Regions from separate parts of the Mus musculus genome. Here regions 1 and 3 are each linked to region 2. The links are chromatin contacts, called in public promoter capture Hi-C maps. All regions are on one chromosome and are shown on one strand. Each heading gives the region's core, a stretch centred on a gene start, on an enhancer-like site or on the middle of the called end of the contact. The rest is flanking DNA. Distances are from core to core; before and after follow the strand shown. Region 1 overlaps Vwa8 (von Willebrand factor A domain containing 8). Region 2 holds the start of Akap11 (A kinase (PRKA) anchor protein 11). Region 3 overlaps Vwa8 (von Willebrand factor A domain containing 8).

What was found. Promoter capture Hi-C pulls out the DNA fragments that hold promoters and counts their contacts.
Region 1: a promoter capture Hi-C map of liver shows a contact between it and region 2, with 2.2 times the contacts expected there. The contact joins the enhancer-like site here to the promoter of Akap11 in region 2. A contact is called at or near these places in 2 of 39 promoter capture datasets (both in liver), 1 of 115 datasets of contacts at active chromatin or transcription factors (embryonic stem cells) and 1 of 9 other capture datasets (embryonic stem cells).
Region 3: a contact with region 2 is called in a promoter capture Hi-C map of embryonic stem cells, with 2.3 times the contacts expected there. The contact joins the enhancer-like site here to the promoter of Akap11 in region 2. A contact is called at or near these places in 5 of 39 promoter capture datasets (embryonic stem cells, liver and stem cell-derived epiblast-like cells), 1 of 484 Hi-C or Micro-C datasets (embryonic stem cells), 4 of 115 datasets of contacts at active chromatin or transcription factors (all in embryonic stem cells) and 1 of 9 other capture datasets (embryonic stem cells).

Annotation. Positions count from the first base shown.
Region 1 is chr14:79,033,015-79,036,478 of GRCm38.p6, forward strand. All of the region lies in intron 20 of Vwa8 (von Willebrand factor A domain containing 8), which reads left to right. Among named protein-coding and RNA genes, the nearest start is that of Gm30970, 100 kb to the right of the region's middle. Within about 2 kb of position 1,792, at least 31 of the 459 cell types and tissues checked have an H3K27ac peak or open chromatin away from gene starts, as enhancers often do. A contact at or near this core is called in liver, where this site is marked.
Region 2 is chr14:78,535,222-78,538,746 of GRCm38.p6, forward strand. Akap11 (A kinase (PRKA) anchor protein 11) reads right to left here and starts at 1,639. Exons shown (of 12, transcript NM_001164503.1): 1 at 1,491-1,639.
Region 3 is chr14:79,016,770-79,020,062 of GRCm38.p6, forward strand. It overlaps Vwa8 (von Willebrand factor A domain containing 8), which reads left to right. Exons shown (of 45, transcript NM_027906.1): 18 at 1,838-1,944. Among named protein-coding and RNA genes, the nearest start is that of Gm30970, 120 kb to the right of the region's middle. Within about 2 kb of position 1,277, at least 5 of the 459 cell types and tissues checked have an H3K27ac peak or open chromatin away from gene starts, as enhancers often do. A contact at or near this core is called in embryonic stem cells and stem cell-derived epiblast-like cells, where this site is marked.

The sequences.
Region 1 (3,464 bases), core at 542-3,041, 500 kb after region 2:
TGGTGTGAGCATGCGAGCCATTGTGCGCTGAAGGGGTGTTTGTGTATGAGCAGCAGCTCTGTAAATGTTAATCTCCACTTTCTGTACAGAGCATCACAGACACTTTCATCATAAAGAACAAAAGGCACTGACAAGAGATGTCTGGCCCCCTAGGAAGAACAAAGTGCAGGACTGGAAGTCACCTATAAGAGGTGACTGTCCCATTAGGAAGAGCAAAGTGCAGGGCTCCAACTTCCCCCCCTTTACTCCCCTTCCCTTCAGTTCTGGTGCTTCCTACCTGAAGGTTACACACAAGTCATGGGAGAGACATCTGAGAGGGATGCCCTCTTGCCAAGGCGCCTGACTTTACTGGTGTCCTCTAGGGCATGGCCATGATCTAGAAGGATAGAGGAGTGATTCTGAGCTGAGGGTTGGAGGAGAGAAAACAGCATAGTCAGGCTAAGCTGCAGAGAGATGAGGACATCTGACCAGAAAGCTGGGGGGAGGGGGCTAGAAAATAGCAGATGAGATAGGATGAGCCCTGTAGTCAGCCGTTTTGGAGACAGGAGGCTGACAGAACCCACAGCAGTGAAGCGAGCAAACGTCAACCCCAGGCTGCTTTGCTGAGGGGCCTCTTCAAGTCCCTGTCACGGATGTGAAGTCTCACATTTCAGTCTCAGGGCCCAAAGCCATTTCTGGATGAATTTCCCTCGGCCTCACTTCTACTCTTCGTAGCCCTTTTCTCCTGTTCTTTTTCTCTTTTCCCTCTGTGATAGAATACAAATAGAGTGTTCAGGAAAGCAGCCCTAGATCCCTTTCGTCTTCTACAAGGGGTTTAGTTGCCCAAGTACACAGTTTAACTAAAATAATAAGTCCTATAAGTTTATGTGATCCCAGAATATATCAAAGTTCTTAAAGCTGTGGCCCCGAGCTCCCGAGCTCCCCAAGCTGGAAGATTGTGGCATTCCGGCCTTTGGTTTGAGTTCTGCCTGTGAGCTTCATATCCTCTGTTACTCCAGCCCTTTGAGTCCGGCCCTTCTGAGGCCACCTCCTTCTAGTGCGCTGTCCTGAAGGGCTCAGCAGGACGATGATGGAGAGAAAAGAGCTGATTTCATGAGATCTCTAATACCTTCACCTTTTCAAAAAGTGTTACTCACCAAATATAATCTCAATACCTATGTAAGAATTTATTGTATGTTACTTTTATTAAGAGAGACAAGTTGCATTTCTAGAATAGTGGCTAGTAAGTAAAGATAAACCTGCACAGGGATTAAGGGAAAATATTAGCAGGTAATGTTTTAGCAGTTACATATTGAATAATATCTTATTGTCTACATTTCCCAGTGGGAAAAGGGAGTGCATGAAATTTTTATGACAGAAAAATTAGGCATTATTTATGTACTTATTCAATTAAAGCACTCCTGAGGATCTTCTGTTCTAGACAAAACTATGACGAGAAGGAACACACAGCTGTAATTGTTTCATTTTGCTCAGGATATTTACAGAAATTCCTTCCTAGATTATTCTGTCAGCATTTCCTCGAAGGAACTGTGAGAGCCTCTTAAAGTGAAGTAGGAAGTGACCCAGTGAGATCTCTGGCTTAGGAAAGGAGACGAACAAAGTACGGGGTGTGCTGTGCTGTGGTGAGGGCGGAGGTGGGGAGACAAGCGGGGCCCTTTCTAGCAGCCCAGGAGGGTGTGCAGCTCTAGAGTCAAGACAGTGAATTGAAGAGGAAGAACCAGCTGTGGGAAACAGGCACTTCAAAATAAACATGTCCAAAATTAAACCGCCTTTGTAAACTTCCCTCGCCTACCCAGCAACCCCTCGTCTCCTCCCCCATTTCTTTCTCAGTTAATGGCCTCTTCTTACCACTCTCAGCCCAGGATGGAGGCTGACGTCTTTTTTCATCTCCTTACCCTCCATCATACCCTCCATAGTGATGTTAGTAGTTTCCTGACTGTCTCTTTTGTCTGTTGACTTCTCTGTGCTCCTGGGCTTAGGCCGTCTTCATTATGGAATCCTTTAAAGAGTTTCTCCACTGCTTCCCTTTGCTCTCACTTCTTTCTCTCTGCCATTCCATCAGACTAGTTTTCCAGAACTGAACATCTGACTCTGCCACTCCCCTGCCTCAGTGGCTGCTCTTAGAAACAGTGCAGATTCTTGGCTGCCTGGCCTCTGCCACACTTTGAGCCACCTCCCTAGACAGCCTGTTCCTTAAAACCCCTTCTCCACCTCTGTGTGGTCTTTGACTTCTTGCGATCCTCTCTGGACCACAGAGCCACAAGTCTCCCGTTATGGCACTCTCTCTCCTAGGACACCCCCTGCTCCCCCTTCCCCATGCCTTCTAATTTCATGATTACTTTCAATCAAATCTTGCATGTGCTGGACCTTCCCCGGTGTCAGGTTAAAACTCAAAGCATCTTGGATGCCTCATTTAGCCACATTCACAGGGCACCTCAGCAGTGATCCCTTGTGTTCTGGTTGCTTAGGAAATGACCCAGGAAAGCCAGGCCTTCACTTTCAGTGGGTTTGCAAGTATCTAGCAAGCAAAGGAGAATAAAGAGCAAGTAGCAGAAAGAAGCAGCCGCTCAATACCAACGCACTGCTAACCGATGCTCTCAGCCTCCAGCACAGACAACCGGAGTAGACCAACTAAGAGAGCAAACAAACAAACAACAAAAAACAACATCAAATCTGAGGGCTTACAAACATCCTCTAAAAACTGAAGCCTCATTGAAACATCCAGCTGGGGGCCTCCATAAAGTGTTTCCTTTGCTGCGTTTCTTGGAATGAGTATGAATGGGCATATAGAAACTGTAACAACCACACCTGGGCACTTAAGAGTCATCTCGCAGAAACTGCCCTTCTGGACTGAAGGCCGGGCAGAGCAGCAGAGCGGAGCAATCTCTCCATGAGTGAGCTCTGCCTTCCCTCTTCCACACAGGCGTTTTGTTCTATGGGGTAAACAACAGCAGTGTCCCGCTTCCGGCTGTTCTCAAGGGTGAGCTGCTTTCCTTTGAGCTCATTTTAGTTTTCTTTTGTTAGAGTAAGGAGGCCAGCTGTCCCAAGACAGCGGATTTGAAGGGGGCAAAAGAGGGCCTTCTTGCTCCACCTACTTTTAAAATTTGTTTTGATTTTTGAATCTTGACATAAGGGCTCTCTTTCTAGCACTGGCTGGCTGTTCTAGAACTAGTTGTGTAGACAAAGTTGGCTTCTACCTCACAGAGATCTGCCTGCCTCTGCCCCTCTCGTTCTGGGACTAAACACATTTACCACCACAGCTGTTTACTTTAAATGGGCTTAAACAGCACATGATGATCTACAATATAATGTATATTACACCCTGTTTGTATGAAGCATGGCCCAGTGTTATATATGCTATCATATATGTTATCATATATGCTATCATCTCAAGCTCATTCAGGACAGCTCTCAGCCTGTGTACTCATGGAGCTGATAACTGAGAAAGGAAGAAGGGAGGGGAG
Region 2 (3,525 bases), core at 389-2,888:
AAAAAAAAAAAAACAAAAAACAACACTTGGATTACCTAAGTAATTGCTCCATCCAAAGTTACTTCAATTGCTTTCCAAACACAAGACAAAGCAACCATTGCTCTAAAAGTCTGAAACCCTTGCCACAACTTAGAAAGACTAGCAACAAAGATGAGTGGAAGGGAACTTTTGCTAACTCCTTTGCCCACTCACCTAAGTTTTTCATATCTCCCTGTGTGACTAGAATTCCCCTATTTATAGCTGGAAATTTCCCTTTACACAACCTGCTGCATTATGATCGGAATTGGCTGAGTTCCTTTCCCAGACACTAAGTCTTTGGAATTAAAATAAAATGTACCATCCTTTCTCCCAAAGGATTTTCTTCTGTTTCCCTGACGAAGCCCTGGAATTCAGAGGCTTGAGAAGGCTAGCAAATCTCTCACTACAGTTCTGGGCCTCCAACTTCAGAATCTTCAACAACTGAGAAACATCACTGGGCACAGAGTATATACTGCCAATTCCTTTCCAGGCAGATCAGTTGAGCAGTTCTGTAGCTATCTACATTAGCCACAGCTCAGCTTATAAACCCACGTCTTCCCCAATTCCCTCATATCCCTTCATCCCTCATAAGTCAGTTACTAACTACACAACTAATTGCTTAATTTACTGCCAACCTATGATTCACAATCCTGCCTGGAAAACACAATCAAGTATGAATAACCAGGTTATTCCTTGAAAAAAATGCTTCTATAGTTTGAAAGATTAGGTGGGACTATTGAAAATGACATCAATCATACTAGGCTGCCTTTTACCAGCACACACACCAACACATACACACACACACACCAAGCAAACACAAAGACATTAAAACAAAATCACCTTTGCATGAATAAATACTCCATCTTTCCTGATGCCCTTATTTTATATATTTTCATACATAACAAAATTGAGTACCAATATAAATAACACTGCTAACAAGGTGAGAAAGATGCAAAGGAAAACAAGCGATTTAGAAGCAAATGGATAATCACAAGGCTATAAAAGAACTGCGAATATTAACTCCAGTATGCGCCAAGGCCATTAGCGATGTGTCTCAGCAGTATTGCTCACCGCAAAATGCCTTAATGCCTAAAGCTAAGCCACCTCCAACTAATAGGGTTTTTTTTTCTTTTCTTTTCTTTTTAAAGACCGTAGGCAGAGCTAAAGGACTGTCACCAAGCTATACCAGGGGTTTAGACTGTACTGTCACTGTGGTCTGGCCAGCCCATTTTCTATTTGATAGCGCAATTCGGATGCTTGGCCAGCCTGGAGGCGACGTGACAGCGATGCAAACAGCGGCATCTGGGGTTAGGGCAGCGCCGGGGACCTGGGTTCGGACGCTGACAGGGAAGGATGCTGCTGCGGAGGACAAAGTGCACCGTCCTCCCGCCCGCGCCCCACGCAGCGAGGCCACGGCGCCCGGCCGCAGTCTGGACCCGGCCCTCTGGCTCCCGGTTCCCTGCCCCGCTCACCAGGCGGCACAGCCTCTCAGCTCCCGGGCATGTCAGCCTCCCGTCACGGCCCGCAACGCCCGGTGGCGCGAGCCGCAGCGCAGCGGCGCTCCCCCTCGCCCGCCCCAGCCCGCGACGCCACCGCCGCCGCCTCCCCACGCCGCCCACTCACTCTCGCGAGAGCCGTCGCACCTCTCGCGAGAACGACCCCGTGGCCGAGCCCGCGCAAAAGGAACAAGGGGTGGGGGGAAAATATCTTCCCACGTGCTCTGGAGGGCAAAGCTGCGGGTCGCCCGTCACGTGACGCGGAGGCGCCCTCTCCATTGGCCAGGCGGCCCTCGGCCCGTGGGAGCTTTAAACCTCGAGCTGACCTACGAACTCTCGGCTGACGTCTTGCGCGCTTCCTGGTGCGTTGCCTTGGGAACGGCTTAACCCTTTCCTCTGGCAAGCGCCCGAGCCCAGGATGCTGGCATCCCATCCGCCACCCTTAGACCTTCCTGGGGCTGGTTTCCCACAGCCAGTGGCAGCCCACGACATCAGGGGTCCAGACACAGCCCATCCTTCAGAATGGGTCTGCCCGGTTCCCAACATCATCAGGGGAAACCACTGAGGAAGCCTTGGGCCCAATCGGAACCTCTGGAGTCAGTCTAAAGGGCAGTGCACTTCCCAACCCCACGGGCCATTGAAATTGGAAAATAAGGCTTTGACCACCAAGAAGCCTAGCCTTGGGTGACAAGCTGTGTGATTCCTGTTTAAATCAGAGGAATCGGTGCAGTCATGTTGCATGGTCTCCTCAAGGACATACGGTCCTCAAACTGGCCGAGAGATGAGAAGGACATTTTGAAGTAGATGCTCCTTATTTGTTTTATCCTCTTTAGGGGAGAGAGACAAGAAAGAGTACAGTCATATCTTCGTTCTCTTCAACAGCTTTTGGCTGCTTTCCTTACACGTTTTAGGCATAATTCCAGGTTGTCTATTGAACACTATGAAGACAAATAGATTAGGTTGTTGAGAGCTGGGGCCGGGTTGGGGGAGGGGGTGGATATCTGTAGGTGTTAACTCGCAGATTATCATCATCTGATGGTGGTGGTTACAATTGGGCCACTGCTTGGGGGTGGTGCCCTTGTGGGAGGAAAGATTCAGGCAGTGATTTGGATAGCAGCCCTACATCGCTAGCAGAAAGTAGAATAATTCACAAGCCCCAAATCCGGATCTAATCTAGCACATTTGAATAACAAGAAATAAACTTGGGATGATAATAGAGGCTAGATCCCTTACTGCTTCATCAACCAAGAAAAGAACTGGGAGTTTAGTCTACAATGAAAAGCTTTGACCTCTTAAAGGGGGGAACAATAACAATTAGTTTAAAAAAAAAAACAAAAAACTAGTAAGCTCTTCCCTGTAGAGAGTGAATTTTACGGAAGCTGAAACAACAAGGAACTCGTCCAGGTAAAAGACAATCCTGTGAGAACCAATTTCCAATGACCTTGACAGTCTCCAAAATGTGTTAAGTCAGAGCCCTAAGCGCTGGCTGCTGACTTGTATTTAAAATATGTAGATTTTTTTTTTTTTTTATCATTTTGTTGTTTTAAACTACTTGAGAAGCGAATGGCCTGAGAGGCCTCTTGCCTTTGGCTTTCTGTCCTCCATTTTCACTACACAGGTAGCCGCATCTCTAAGTTAACTCTAAACAAACATAAAATGGTGTTCTTTGTAGATATTTATTGGAGTAAGATTAGAAAAGAGGGGTTGGAGGCTGAAAAAGAAAAGAAAAGAGTTTAATTAAAAACAAAAGAAATGAGGATGTAAACACTCCACTAACTAACTAGTAACAAGCACAAAGCAAGCCTCTTTATGGTCCTGAGTTTCAACTTCCTTGTACATAAAACAAGGCCATTTGGTCTCCACACAGGCTGGCTAAGACTGAATTCCATTTTGTCAAGCTTGCCCTGGCAGAGTAAGCTGGAGAGGGAAATGAACTTTTCTGAAAGACTCAAGAGTCAGCGGGCTGAGCAGGCCAAGTGAAATCGGACCTCACACACCAACTGAGAGACTG
Region 3 (3,293 bases), core at 27-2,526, 480 kb after region 2:
CTGTCTTTGTGCCTCAGACCCCCCATTGCCAGCACTACTGGTATAGGTCCTCATCTGTTCCTTTAGACCTAGTATTACTATCTCTCTTCTCAAGTCTTTTATCCTCTAGTCTTTGGACAAGACCAGAAGTGTTCCCATATAGGGCCAGTCTGAGATGTGTTAGTAGACACTGTGGAGATCAGCAGACAAGTCAAAGCTTGTGAGTGCTAGGTATCAGTCCAGGTGATCTAACAGGGAATAGTAAAAAGGCCCAGGAAGGGCCCAATATTCCCAGGCTCGGGGGGCAACTGTGAGAAGAATGTTGTGCATGATGCCAGGTCAAAAGCTCAAGAAACAGGATGGAAACCCTGTAATGGGCTCAGTAGATAAGGTGGGGGCTTGGTTTTGAACAGCAAAGCCATGATCTAAGACATGTGATGACTTGTGAATTGATAAGATAAAAACCTAGAGGTATGTAAACTTCCCCATGATCTTATAGGACCCAAGGGAGGCAGTAGGTAAGACACAGTGTCAGGTCTGTGGCTCAGAATCTTATGGGGACAGGGACTCATAATCCCCCTAGTCCCCCAGTGTTTTACACTCTCTCATTCACATGCCTCTGGCTTATGCCATCCTTTGTACTATTAGGGGTTTGTTCTCAAGTCTGAGGGAGCATGTGCAAGGTTTAGTACTATGTAAACCTAAATTTGGATGGTGTTTTCTGCACTTGTTTATTTGGGACACTGCATTACCTGATGATTGCTTTATACTAGCATAGAATAGGCAATCACTGACTGAAGTTCCTTCCTGTGAGTTAACCAGGATCATAAATTCTAAACATAACTTTGTGCAGAAGGAAAACTCCCGCAGACTAACCCCCTTTTTTGGGTCTCCTATCTGCACAGAACGGGTCTCTGATGGCAAGTGGGTGAAGGAGTGGGCGAATGACAAAGACAACAGGAGAAAGTGTGTTGTATCTAAGTGTAATTTTTCAAATCAAGCATCAAACTTTTTATACAGAAGAATAACAAGAAACCAGGCGAGAGACACATCCACCAAGTTACAGTGACACAAAGCAAAAGGAATGTATACATCAAAAGATGGCGGGGACCAGGCCACTTTAATCACTAAGAAGGGAGCCAGGTGTAATGCTAGTCTATTGTTAAGCCCACCACCAGGGGTTCTTAGTAAATGCCTGATTTATGTTGCTTCTTTGAGCCTAGTGAAGAAACGTGTGGGAATGCCAAGGTTCCAGGAGGCGAGTTTCCTTGCCTTGTGAGTGCTTCCAGGCCTCTCGGCCTGTCAAGCAGACTTCACTGGAGTGGATGTAGCAGAAAACTGTTCCAAGCCACAGTACTTACAGTGTCTTTGTAGTTGAAGAGTGTCTTGTGGCACACAGATTGTTATTTTGACAATAAAATAGGTAGAAAGAGATTCCATAATGGAAGGAAACACAAAAATGAATGATCTTTCTGTAATTTATGTTTAAAAAGTAAGGAAAACCACATTAACCTACTTCTGCTGATTTAAATTTGTGTTTGCCACCTTAGAGCAGGCTGGAATATTGCTGTTTTATTCACTTAGGAAAAATTTGATATGCTACAATATACAATTTCACAATAAACAGGAAGTACACAAAATCCACTTATGAAAGCCCAAGTTTTCATCATAATCTGCAGAATGTATATAAATGAATATTGGTATTACATATAAGCTTAGTTATTAAAGATTACAGTAACATATGCTTTACACACAGTTTTTCCTTAATCGGTTGCAATTAGTGAAGGAGTGTGTGTTAAAAGACACTTGAGAACTGAAGGAAGCATTGCTTTCCTCACGGTCCTCCATCCCTTACTAGGTTCTTACCAAGCCTTGCTCAGTCTGCACTGGAGAAGAATCTGGCAGATGCGGCAATAGAAACAAACACTGAGGACAGCCTGGAGCCAGAGCTGGAGAATTACAAGTGTAAGTACTTGACTTGGCTAAGTGAAGGTTACATAACAATGACCAAACACTTGGTCCGAGAGCTTTCAATAAAGCTCTTGTTAAATCCATTTCGTTTTTTGTGTATTGTACTTAACAAGTGAATCTGTATTCCTTTCTTTAAGAAACAAATCTGTGGTCAGACATAGTTGTGCATGCTGTGAGTTCAAGGCCAGCTTGGTATACAAAGTGAGTTCAAGACAGCCAGGGTTGTTATAACAAGAGAAACCCTGTCTCCAAAAACAAAAGCCAAAGTCAAAGCCAAACAAATAATAAAAACCAGTCTGAAGCCATTTTTTAAATATCACTTCTTTCAATGAATATTAGACAAACCCCTGCCCCCACTTTGCATGCGTGCCAAGAGTCAGTTTGATACTAACATACTAAAGGTTTTAGAAGTTTCTGTTGTAAATTAACTTGTCTAATTTTGACAGATATATGTCTTTGCAAATGTGTTTTACCATACAGACGAGAATTCTGTTTTCGTCATACATTTGCATTTTGAGGGCTGCCAAGTTTCCTTTTGGAGCATGTCACGGAGCATTTTCTAGGGTGACATAGACTAATGTAATGAGAGTCCCCTCTGGTCCCTCATTCACCCACAGAGCCACCTCTCTTCTGCCTACCCAGGAGGAGAAGCTTGAACTGGGGAAGACAGAACACTCTAAAAGTTTTCTGTCCTTCAGTTAGAACACAGGGAAAATTTCCCTTCTTAGTAGAAGTCCTTGTCCTTCAAAGCGTGAGTGTGTGACTGTTCTCCAACGGCACTGTAATGGCTGCTTTTGTGATTAGTGTTTTAGTAACTGTGGCTATATTGAACTAAGAATTTAGTATTAAGGAAATTGAATGAATTTTTAAAGATAAAACTATAAATTTGATATTGATGGATCTGAACATATGTGCAGAGGTCGCTCACAGAGACATAATAGCCCTGGACATATAGAACCTTAACGTTGTTTGATTAGAGCTGATAACATATCTGAGGAAGATTATGTTGTCAGGATGGTAGATTGCTCAGTTCAGGAAAGGTCAGGCCCAGCTGGCAGCATCCATCTAAGCTTCCTGTAGGGGATGAGGGACTGTTCACTTGACTGGCTTCATTCATCTTAAAGCTACCGCCTTGTGGAGAATGTATTTAATCCCCTCTCCTCGTCTACAGCCCAGGCCTGCTGAACAACTCTCTCACGAGGGCTTGCTCTCCATGCAGGTCTCTCTCCGAGTAATGTGGTGATGGCAATCTGTGTAGCATTGTCATATAAAAAGATGAGCCTTTATATGCAATGCCATAGTCTCCAATTCTTATCAGAATATATGTTTAATGTTCTCCTGAA